2 separate regions of the Gossypium hirsutum genome follow, and region 1 is linked to region 2. A link is a contact called in public Hi-C data. All regions are on one chromosome and are shown on one strand. Each heading gives the region's core, a stretch centred on a gene start, on an enhancer-like site or on the middle of the called end of the contact. The rest is flanking DNA. Distances are from core to core; before and after follow the strand shown. Region 1 holds the start of LOC107949711 (MA3 DOMAIN-CONTAINING TRANSLATION REGULATORY FACTOR 1). Region 2 holds the start of LOC107949724 (28 kDa ribonucleoprotein, chloroplastic).

Region 1 (4,708 bases), core at 1,437-3,936, 300 kb before region 2:
CAGAAAATAGGCCCAGCCAATTCAACTGGTTCGGCCAGGAATCGGCAGGTCTGATGGTTTAACATCCTATATATACTGAGAAATTTGTTGAACTGGAAAAAACTGGAAAGAATCAGCAAGGAATTGAAAACCAGAATCCAAAAAACCAGCAAGAACCCAAGAAATATATCAGGCTTCATCTTCATCTTCTCTTCAGTTTGCTTGTGCTGTCTAAAGGCCATACTATCAGAAATCACAAAATTTCAATTTTAAAAAACTTCCAATCTAGGGGGAAAGAGAAACCAAATAAAAAATATAACTATATGTTATCACATAAAAAAGGAGAAAAAAGCAGATAACTCTTAGATAAGGTAGTCAGAGTGAAGAGCAAAAGACTGAGCAGAGCAGATGCCATGGCTTCTTACAATAATGGCAATCTTGGACATGTTTCGTTGGCCTGATGCACCAGCAGAGGCAATGGAAGAGGAAGACAATAAAATTTGATTTCTCAGGTGGCAACAGAGATGAAGGGACAAATTTTGGAAATATAAGAAGTGGGTCATATTATGTCAAAAGCCCTTCTCTTCAGCCTCAAAACATGGGTTACGATTGTATATTTTAAAATATATAATTATTTTTAATTAAAACCGAACATATATTCATATAGTTGAACCGGAGGCATGATTGGTTCAATCTTCGGTTCTTTAACATTATTAATAACATTATACATATACTCCAATCTGTTGAACCAGGAACTAGAGAATGACCAGCTTAATCCCTGGTCCAGTTCTTTTCACATTCTTAATAGCATTATACATGTACCCTGTGAGTTACAAAGCAAGTACTTCAGAAACATGACTGGGGCAATAATGTTATTACAATCAATTAAATAATGCATAAAGAATTAGAATATAATGCTGTTGACCAATCTAAAGCAAAAGACCAACTATAAAAGATCTCAAACCCAAAATCAATCGACCTACCACTCCATCTTATATCAGTTAGAAGTTAACAGGGTTCTAGTTTACAGCAAGCATTTCAGTATTATGATCCCATCATCTTATCTAAATGAAAAATAAATTATAAGTACATTAAAATTAAGAACCTGACAATTTAATTGTGCTAAGCCTCGGAAAATTACAAAGCACAAGAAATCAATTGAGCAAGGAGGTGATATTGGTTAAAGATAATATAATTATAATAGTAATATATGATCGAATAAAAATCGCTTTCCTTTTTGAGAACCTTTGATGTCTGGCTGACCATTTTTATTCACAGGTGGCCCAAAATGAGCAAGCCAGTTATAAAGCAAATAGAATTTGCAAGGCTAGCAAGTTACAAACCAAATATCCAAAGAGGTGAGAAGAAGAAAAATTGCATTGATTTGAACAATTCAAAGAATATCAAGGCTCACCCTTCTTTACACGAATGGATTTCCCTGAGTGAGACCGACGGACATGTCTCACTGCAATACCACCAGTTGGCGCCTTGCCACCAGCAGGAACCTTTAATTGATGATCAGAAAGCAAAGAAGTCGGGGACTTTGGGGATGAGGACAATCTTGGGGATGGTAAAGCAGTCTCCACATTCTGACTTGCTATTTTAAGCATTTCCCTTTGCTCATCTGTAAGAAATCCCTCCCCTGACGCCATTTACTCTTCACCAATTCTAGATGCCTTGTAATAAGAAAAACTAAAAAGTTAACAGTAAAAAATAAAGAAATCACTTTATCTTATGCTACACTGTTTTTTTCACCAAAAAAAGAACTACACTGTTTTAGCCAGAACAACATTCGATTCCAAGAAACAAATAATGAAAGAAAGATCGATGAACAGTGAAAGGGTATTAAAAGAAACAAAGAAATAACAGTTAAATTCAATTAAATTTCATAGACTATAAATAAGGGAAAAAACACAGTGTTCAATTACAACCATAACTGATACATTCATTAAGCACTCCGTTTTCCTCTCTCTTGGTTAGGCTGATTTATGGCATTGAAGCATTTGAAAGCTCACTAGCAAAACAATAAGCTATTGTCTTCCTTCAAAGCATAAAGACCTAATGTCATGTTAAATTTTGATTGCTTATGAATTACCGTATCAGCATTCTAGATATACATATATTAAACCAAGAGTTTTATAATATAGAACTGGGGTCTTTTATCCAGGACTTTATCAAACTATAAATCCGGGGTTCAGCGTGTTCATTCAAACCCATTACGGACACGACGCGAGCCAACCGAAACAAAAAGAGTTGAAAAGGCTCAACACATCATAAACTCGATTGAAAACAAGAGAGCTGAAACATCAAAAGCAATAAGAAAAAAAGAGAGAGAAAGAGAAGAGTTGAACAACATTACCTACGACTCAAGAGGGGGGCTAAGAAAACCAAGATTCAAGAGCCCTTTCCTTTGTTGATTACAGAAAGGGAAGTTCTGGTTCCGGTGAGTATTGAGTAAAAAGGGACGACCGGTGATCTGGTTCTGGTTTGGAGAAGAAGGCCGCTGGTGTAGTGGTGAGGACTGAGGACCCTGAGCTGAGGTGTTGCCGCTTCCGCCGCTTCCGCCGCTGCTGGTGGTGAAAGACTGATATAAAAGAGGGGGAAATAAGGAGAATCAAAAACTTGGAAATGAAGAAAATGTTAGGGATTTAGCCATTTAGGGTTGCTAGTCTTTTAGATTTTTCAATCCTTTAAAACGGTGTGTATTGACCATTGAGTAAAATTTTACATATTTTAAACTTTAGGGTAACGTACGGCCAAGATCATTCAACTATTATTAAATTTACATTACAATCACTTAACTTCAAAAAATTATAAAATAATCACTAAATTAAATTAAATCAACCTAGAGGCATCATTACACATGAATTCTTCATTGAATTTCGCGTGATACTAACTTTGTTAGAAAAATACATAAAAACCAAATTATATAATAAATAATATATTTCTTATTCACCCTCATCCCTTATTTCACGCTTCTAAAATATTTCTAAAAATCTACGGGTATAATTACTTTTATTTTTCCTCTATTTCCTTTTTTTATTCTAATTATATGTAGAAATTAAGCCCAACTCAATCAAAAAGATTACATGAAATCAAATTTATATATAAAAAAAACATTGTGGTAATTGCATAAAACATCCCAAAATTATGACTTTTATTTTAAATTGGTCTCTAAACTTCAAAATGTTATAATTATATCCTAAATTATTGATGTTATATTAATCAAGACCTTCCATTATTGAAATTGTTAATTTACATTAAATGGCATGTAAAATCTTACTGACTTAATTTTAAATCAAAATTTTAAAGAAAAGTAAAATGTTGTTGCATAACTTTTAAAATTAAAAATTAAAAATAAAGTAAAACTAAAAAAGGAAGAGTGAGCAATAATTTTTGCAAAAGCTTTAAAAACATCAAAATCAATATTTTTACAATATCCATTTTTCTTTAAATTGTTCATTTTAAATTATGTCATATAAAATCTAACATCTCATTTAATAGTTAAATTAACAATTTTAATAATAAAAGGACTAAAGGACTTTATTAATATAACATCGTTAGTTTAAAGATGTAATTAAAATATGTTAAAGTTTAAAATAAAAGTCATAATTTAAGATATTTAGTTGAATTAACTCAATAAAAGTATTTGAAACTTTTAAATTTTAATAACTGGCTACGATAATAAATAATCATTCAATTAAAAAATCACTTCATTATTTTAATTATATAATTGTTTCATTCCTATATAAAGCAAAAATCACCTTATGGGAAAATGAGTGAAACCTTGTCTATGGTAGAGTTTGTGGTCAAGGCCAATCCCGCGTCTTCGAATTTTGGTATTGGTCATGCTACTAAAAAGGGGAGACGTCAACTAGATTTACCATTGGATTCAGATGGCCCAACAGTTGACAAAAATGGCAGGAAAATACCGGAGCTTGTTGTGTCCAAAAAGGCTCTCAATCTGTTATTGCTTCATCAGCGAAGGGAGAGGATTTTGAACTGCATGAATGAGATGTGATGACAAAACTGGTGGATGGGATCTCGTCGATCACTTTCTCGGAAAGAGTCCATAAGTTCATCGAGAGGAAAATGGCACGTATTATAGTTGTTAAACTTTTAGGGTAATGGATTGCTTTCAACGCCCTGTTAAACAAAATCACTACTCTATGGAATTTTAATCATTCTTTTCAACTTATGGATTTGGAGAATGATTTTTACCTAATGTGATTCAGTGATGAAGAGGATGCAAACAAAGTGCTAACTAGTGGTCCATGGGTGATTCTCGGACAATATCTAATTGTTCGCCCATGGTCATTGACCTTCTCGATGATTTAGACTAAAGTGGACACTCAAGTTGTTTGGGTCCAATTTCCTAGCCTACCAGAAGGCTATTATTCTAAATTTCTTCTTAATGCAATTGGCCAAACAATTGGACCGGTCTTGAAGATTGATGAAAACACCGATAATGCCAAGAGAGGTCGTTTCGCTCGATTGACTATCTGTTTAGATCTTCGGAAGCCACTGATATCAAAGATTAATAGGAAATGCAAAGGATTGAGTACGAATCATTACCCAATGTTTGTTTTGGGTGTGGACTTTATGGGCATAGCAATTATTCATGTCCCAAATTGTAGAATGCACAACCACTGGATGAGGGATCTCATAATTCGTTACCATCGAAAGCCTATGAAATCCAATGGAAGGTTGAAGAGGAAAACTATGGGTT
Region 2 (4,398 bases), core at 1,786-4,285:
AGGTCTCTTTTTACTCCATTATGTAGTATCTGTGCTTTTTCAGATTCTTTCATATGTACTACTCTCTTGAAATGGTGGAATATCAAATGTGCTGCACTTATTTTCTTGATGTTAATCTCACTTTGTCAATGGTCATTGAGAAACAGTCGATCATACTAGTTGATGGCTGCATCCAATCATCCTGCATTTAGGAAATGTTTTTAGCAAAACCATCAAAATCCAATCTCAAGTGTTTACGACTCTATGGTAGTGGCGGGAAAAAGAAAGGTTGTTTGAAGAAAACTAGTGTTATAAACTTTCAAGTGTCCGAAGGCTTTTTGGATCATTATCTTAACACTTTTTGCATAATTTAGTCATTGATCGCAGTCTAATATTTTTATTTTCCCTTTTTTGTGGAAAGGCTTATTTTATTTTTCGTCATGCATTTGTCCTGTAGGAACGGGGTACTTGACTGCTTGTTTTGCAACAATGGTTGGACCACAGGGTCGTGCTATTGGTGTGGAACATATTCCTGAATTGGTTGCTGCTTCTATAAAAAATATTGAAAAAAGTGCTGCAGCTTCGCTATTGAAAGGAGGTTCTCTTGCAGTGCATGCTGGCGGTATGTACTTATCGGAACTTGATATATTGAAACAGAATTTGCTCTAAACTTTTCATATTGGGAGAATGTTTCCATGAATGTTTGTGATTGATGGTTTGATCATGTACATTGTCATAGATGGCCGAGAAGGTTGGCCGGAACATGCACCCTATGATGCTATACATGTTGGAGCAGCAGCACCAGAAATACCTCAACCCCTTATTGATCAATTGAAGCCCGGCGGCAGAATGGTGATCCCTGTAGGAAAAATATTCCAAGATTTGCAAGTGGTGGACAAGAATTTGGATGGTTCGGTTAGCATTAGAAACGAGACTGCTGTTCGATACGTACCTTTGACCAGTCGCGATGCACAGTTGAAGGGTTATTGAGCTCAGGTAAGTATCTTACATTCAGGTGGTTACTGTTATTGAATCCAGTATTGTACAGAATATCGGAGTTTTTTTTTTTTTTTTTCGGGACTTGCACCGTTGTATAAATGGCATGCTTTTCGTATGTTTGAACTTGGAACATAATGAAAATGCTTCCTGGAAGCAATCCATGGCCCAGTGAAAGATGATTATATGAATCTGTTTTGGTTTTTTTACTGTTTTCCAACAATATTATGCATTTTTCATATCATTGTTGTAGATGATAGTTTAGCTGAAACAAGTGTCTCCCAAATGATGACCAACTCTCTGGATAAAAATATTCCATACAAATATTTTACAAAACTTCGGAACTGTTAATAAAATGAAAAGAAATAGAAATAGGAAAGGGCAAATATGAAATAAAAAACCAACAGCAACATATAGTCTTAATCTATAATCATTTCAGCTCAAAAGGGGCTTCGCCTTGGTTTTTGCTCTGCAACATTTACTCTTAGTGCTCTTCCATCCAGACTCTGCAACAATACACACGAAAAAACTTTATAACCCGAAATCTTGGTTATTTACATCAGATACTGATATATGATTAATGTATCTGTCCATCGAGACATACCTGTCCATCGAGAGCAGCAATGGCATCATTCAGTTCAGTCTCCGAGGACATAGTCACAAAACCGAAACCGCGCGAACGGCCGGTCTCCCTGTCATAGACTACACGAGCCTCCAATACTTTACCATGTTCACTGAAAATTTGTTCCAATCGAGTATTATCCACACCCCATGGAAGGTTACCCGCATAGACTCTAAAAGCTTGTTCATAAACACGAGGGGATTGGTCGATACGTGATCCTCTAGGAGAGGCCTTATTTACGGTCAAGAGCCTTCCATTGAGATCCTGTTTAAAAGCAAGAATGGCTAAACACAAGCACCTAATACAAACTTCATAGCACATTAATGCACAATTGAGATCATTATATGCCAAGCATCTCATATTCTTGCCAAAGAATTTGGATTGACATAGAAAGCGATTAAGTAGGAAATTTTGAGCAAAAGAAAAGGCTTACATAACCATTAAATGTTTCAGCAGCCTTCTCAGCTTCCTCAACTGAACTCATAGTTATGAAGCCAAACCCACGGCTTAGCTCAGTATCCCTATTGTAAATAACCTGCAAACCTAGAAAACAAACAAAATTTCAACCCTAAACACACGAATTTCAAACAGTTTTTCAAAGAAGAAAACTTGGGTCATTTAACCTCAGCAATTTCCACAGTTCCAGCTTTCTCAAAAAGCATAGCCAAGCTTTGACTATCAACATCATAAGGCAGATTCCCAACGAACAATTTAGCTTCCTCAGAAGGTTCGGAAGCATCCTCTTCTTCTGAACCACTACCAGTAACCTCACCTTGAGGTTCCCAATCAGACAAACTTGCTTCAGCCCCATCACTCTCCTCATTTTCCCATGTTGATTCCCCTCCTTCACTTTCAGTTCCTTGGTCATCAATGGTTAGGGTGGTGTCGTTTTCCTCCTCTTGTTGAGCCCAATCTGACGTCTGGGCCAAAAAGGCAACGAGGGAAGGGAAATGGGTTTTTGTTTTGAGGGAGGATAAGGTTGGCTGAGTGGAGGAAGATAAGAGGACAAGGTTGATGGGCTTTGAAGGAAGTGAGAGAAGAGATGGAAGCTTGGAAGAAGTGGTGAAGAGTGAAGGCAAAGAAACAAGGCAAGTTGAGTCAACCAGAGACACAGGTCTCATTACAGTAGACATATCTGTTGTTGGAGAATTGCGAAGGAGAGAAAGGAGAGAGAGGGGGGGGGGTTAAGAAGAGCAGAGGAGGCTGAAAGGATAATAGGAGGCAGAAAGGAGAGGGGACGAGGAGGTTTATACCAAAAAAGATATTTTCTTTGAAAAGAGGCCAATATATGCCTCTTCTGCGTATAATACATTAAATTGTATCATATCCAACAACAACAACAACAAAATTCAATATTGGAAGATCAAAGGTAAATCTTTTATTTAATTGTTATGGCCATGCCCCTACTTGTCCCAGCCTATATTCCCATGAAAGAGTGAAAGTAAACATTTATAAAATATACATTTATATTTAAGAATCATAAGATTATAATTGCTCAGGCATTTCAAAGGAAATTCTTAAATGTTAACACCATGTTTAGTTGCGTGTAATGGATTAGCTATTACACCCCTATTTCGTGGCCTCACTCAATACTGTGTTTGGTTCGCTGTATTGCCCTAATACGGACCTATTACATTACGGATGTATTCTTCATTTTCTCTGCTTCAGCGCCGATTTGTAATTCTTTTCAAAAGCAAAGATTAGCTGATCGGTCTCTGTTTTACCCTCCCAAGCCGAAATCAATCTCCACCCCATCCTTTCCCTCCCAACATCAACAGAAGCTGCCAGCGAACCAAACCTCCAGCCGCTCCCGACTTTCATCTTGGCATCCTTCGCCGACTCTACGGTCTCAGATCTCCGGACGCTTTGAAGCGGCAAGTGAGTAATCTCTATTTCTTTCCTCTTTGCATGCATTTTTAATGGGTGTTATTGCAATTTTTTTTATAAATACGATTAGTTTTTGGTGCGGTTGTTTCAATTCATTAGTTTCTTGGTAAATCGGCATTTCGTTTCTTGCTGGTTATGATTTTTTTTCATTGCCGAAGCTAGGATAGACAAAATTTGGGTTTCTTTTTGGCAATTCATTTATTGTGCTTTTGTTTAGATGATGAGAAAGGAAAGTCAAGATGAGTGAACAAGTTTGATTTTTATTTGATTGGTTTGTTATGTTCATGTTAGTCTGGTAAAAAGTCTTAAACTGGGTCTGAGGATTTAATCTGTGCTTCTTCTTTGCTGGAATTTACTTTTTTTTTATTTGGAAATTATTTGTTTGGTTGTTGAGAAAGGTAATATAAGTTAATTATGTTTATGCAGAATATAATTCTCAAGTTATATTATGATTTTAGTAAATTCATATAAGAATATTTATTATTAAGAATTTTATGAAATTATATATCATTATTAAATTATATTTAATATTAATTATTTTAAATTATATAAATTCATATAAGAAAATTTATTATCAAGAATTTTATGAAATTATATATTATTATTAAATTATATTTAATAATAATTATTTTAAATTATACAAATTCATATAAGAAAATTTATTAGTAATAATTATTTTAAATTTTATTAAATCATATATTTTAATTAAAATATATTTAATAATAATTATTTCAAATTATATTTTATAGTATCATATATTATGATTTTAGTAAATTCATATAAGAATATTGATTATTAAGAATTTTATTAAATCATATATTTTAATTAAAATATATTTAATAATAATTATTTCAAATTATATTTTATACTATCATATATTATGATTTAAGTAAATTCATATAAAAATATTGATT

Evidence for each region. Hi-C and Micro-C count contacts between places; a contact is called where the count stands out from the background.
Region 1: a Hi-C map of leaf shows a contact between it and region 2, with 3 times the contacts expected there. The contact joins the promoter of LOC107949711 here to the promoter of LOC107949724 in region 2. A contact is called at or near these places in 4 of 34 Hi-C or Micro-C datasets (hypocotyl and leaf).

Annotation. Positions count from the first base shown.
Region 1 is chrD03:41,337,245-41,341,952 of Gossypium_hirsutum_v2.1, reverse strand. LOC107949711 (MA3 DOMAIN-CONTAINING TRANSLATION REGULATORY FACTOR 1) reads right to left here and starts at 2,686. Exons shown (of 4, transcript XM_016884455.2): 1 at 2,339-2,686; 2 at 1,394-1,655. The coding sequence starts at 1,631.
Region 2 is chrD03:41,035,878-41,040,275 of Gossypium_hirsutum_v2.1, reverse strand. It overlaps LOC107949724 (28 kDa ribonucleoprotein, chloroplastic), which reads right to left and starts at 3,035. Exons shown (of 4, transcript XM_016884468.2): 1 at 2,221-3,035; 2 at 2,031-2,132; 3 at 1,580-1,861; 4 at 1,253-1,481. The coding sequence starts at 2,730. The coding sequence ends at 1,416. It overlaps LOC107949725 (protein-L-isoaspartate O-methyltransferase 1), which reads left to right. Exons shown (of 5, transcript XM_016884469.2): 3 at 1-2; 4 at 437-601; 5 at 719-1,184. The coding sequence ends at 969.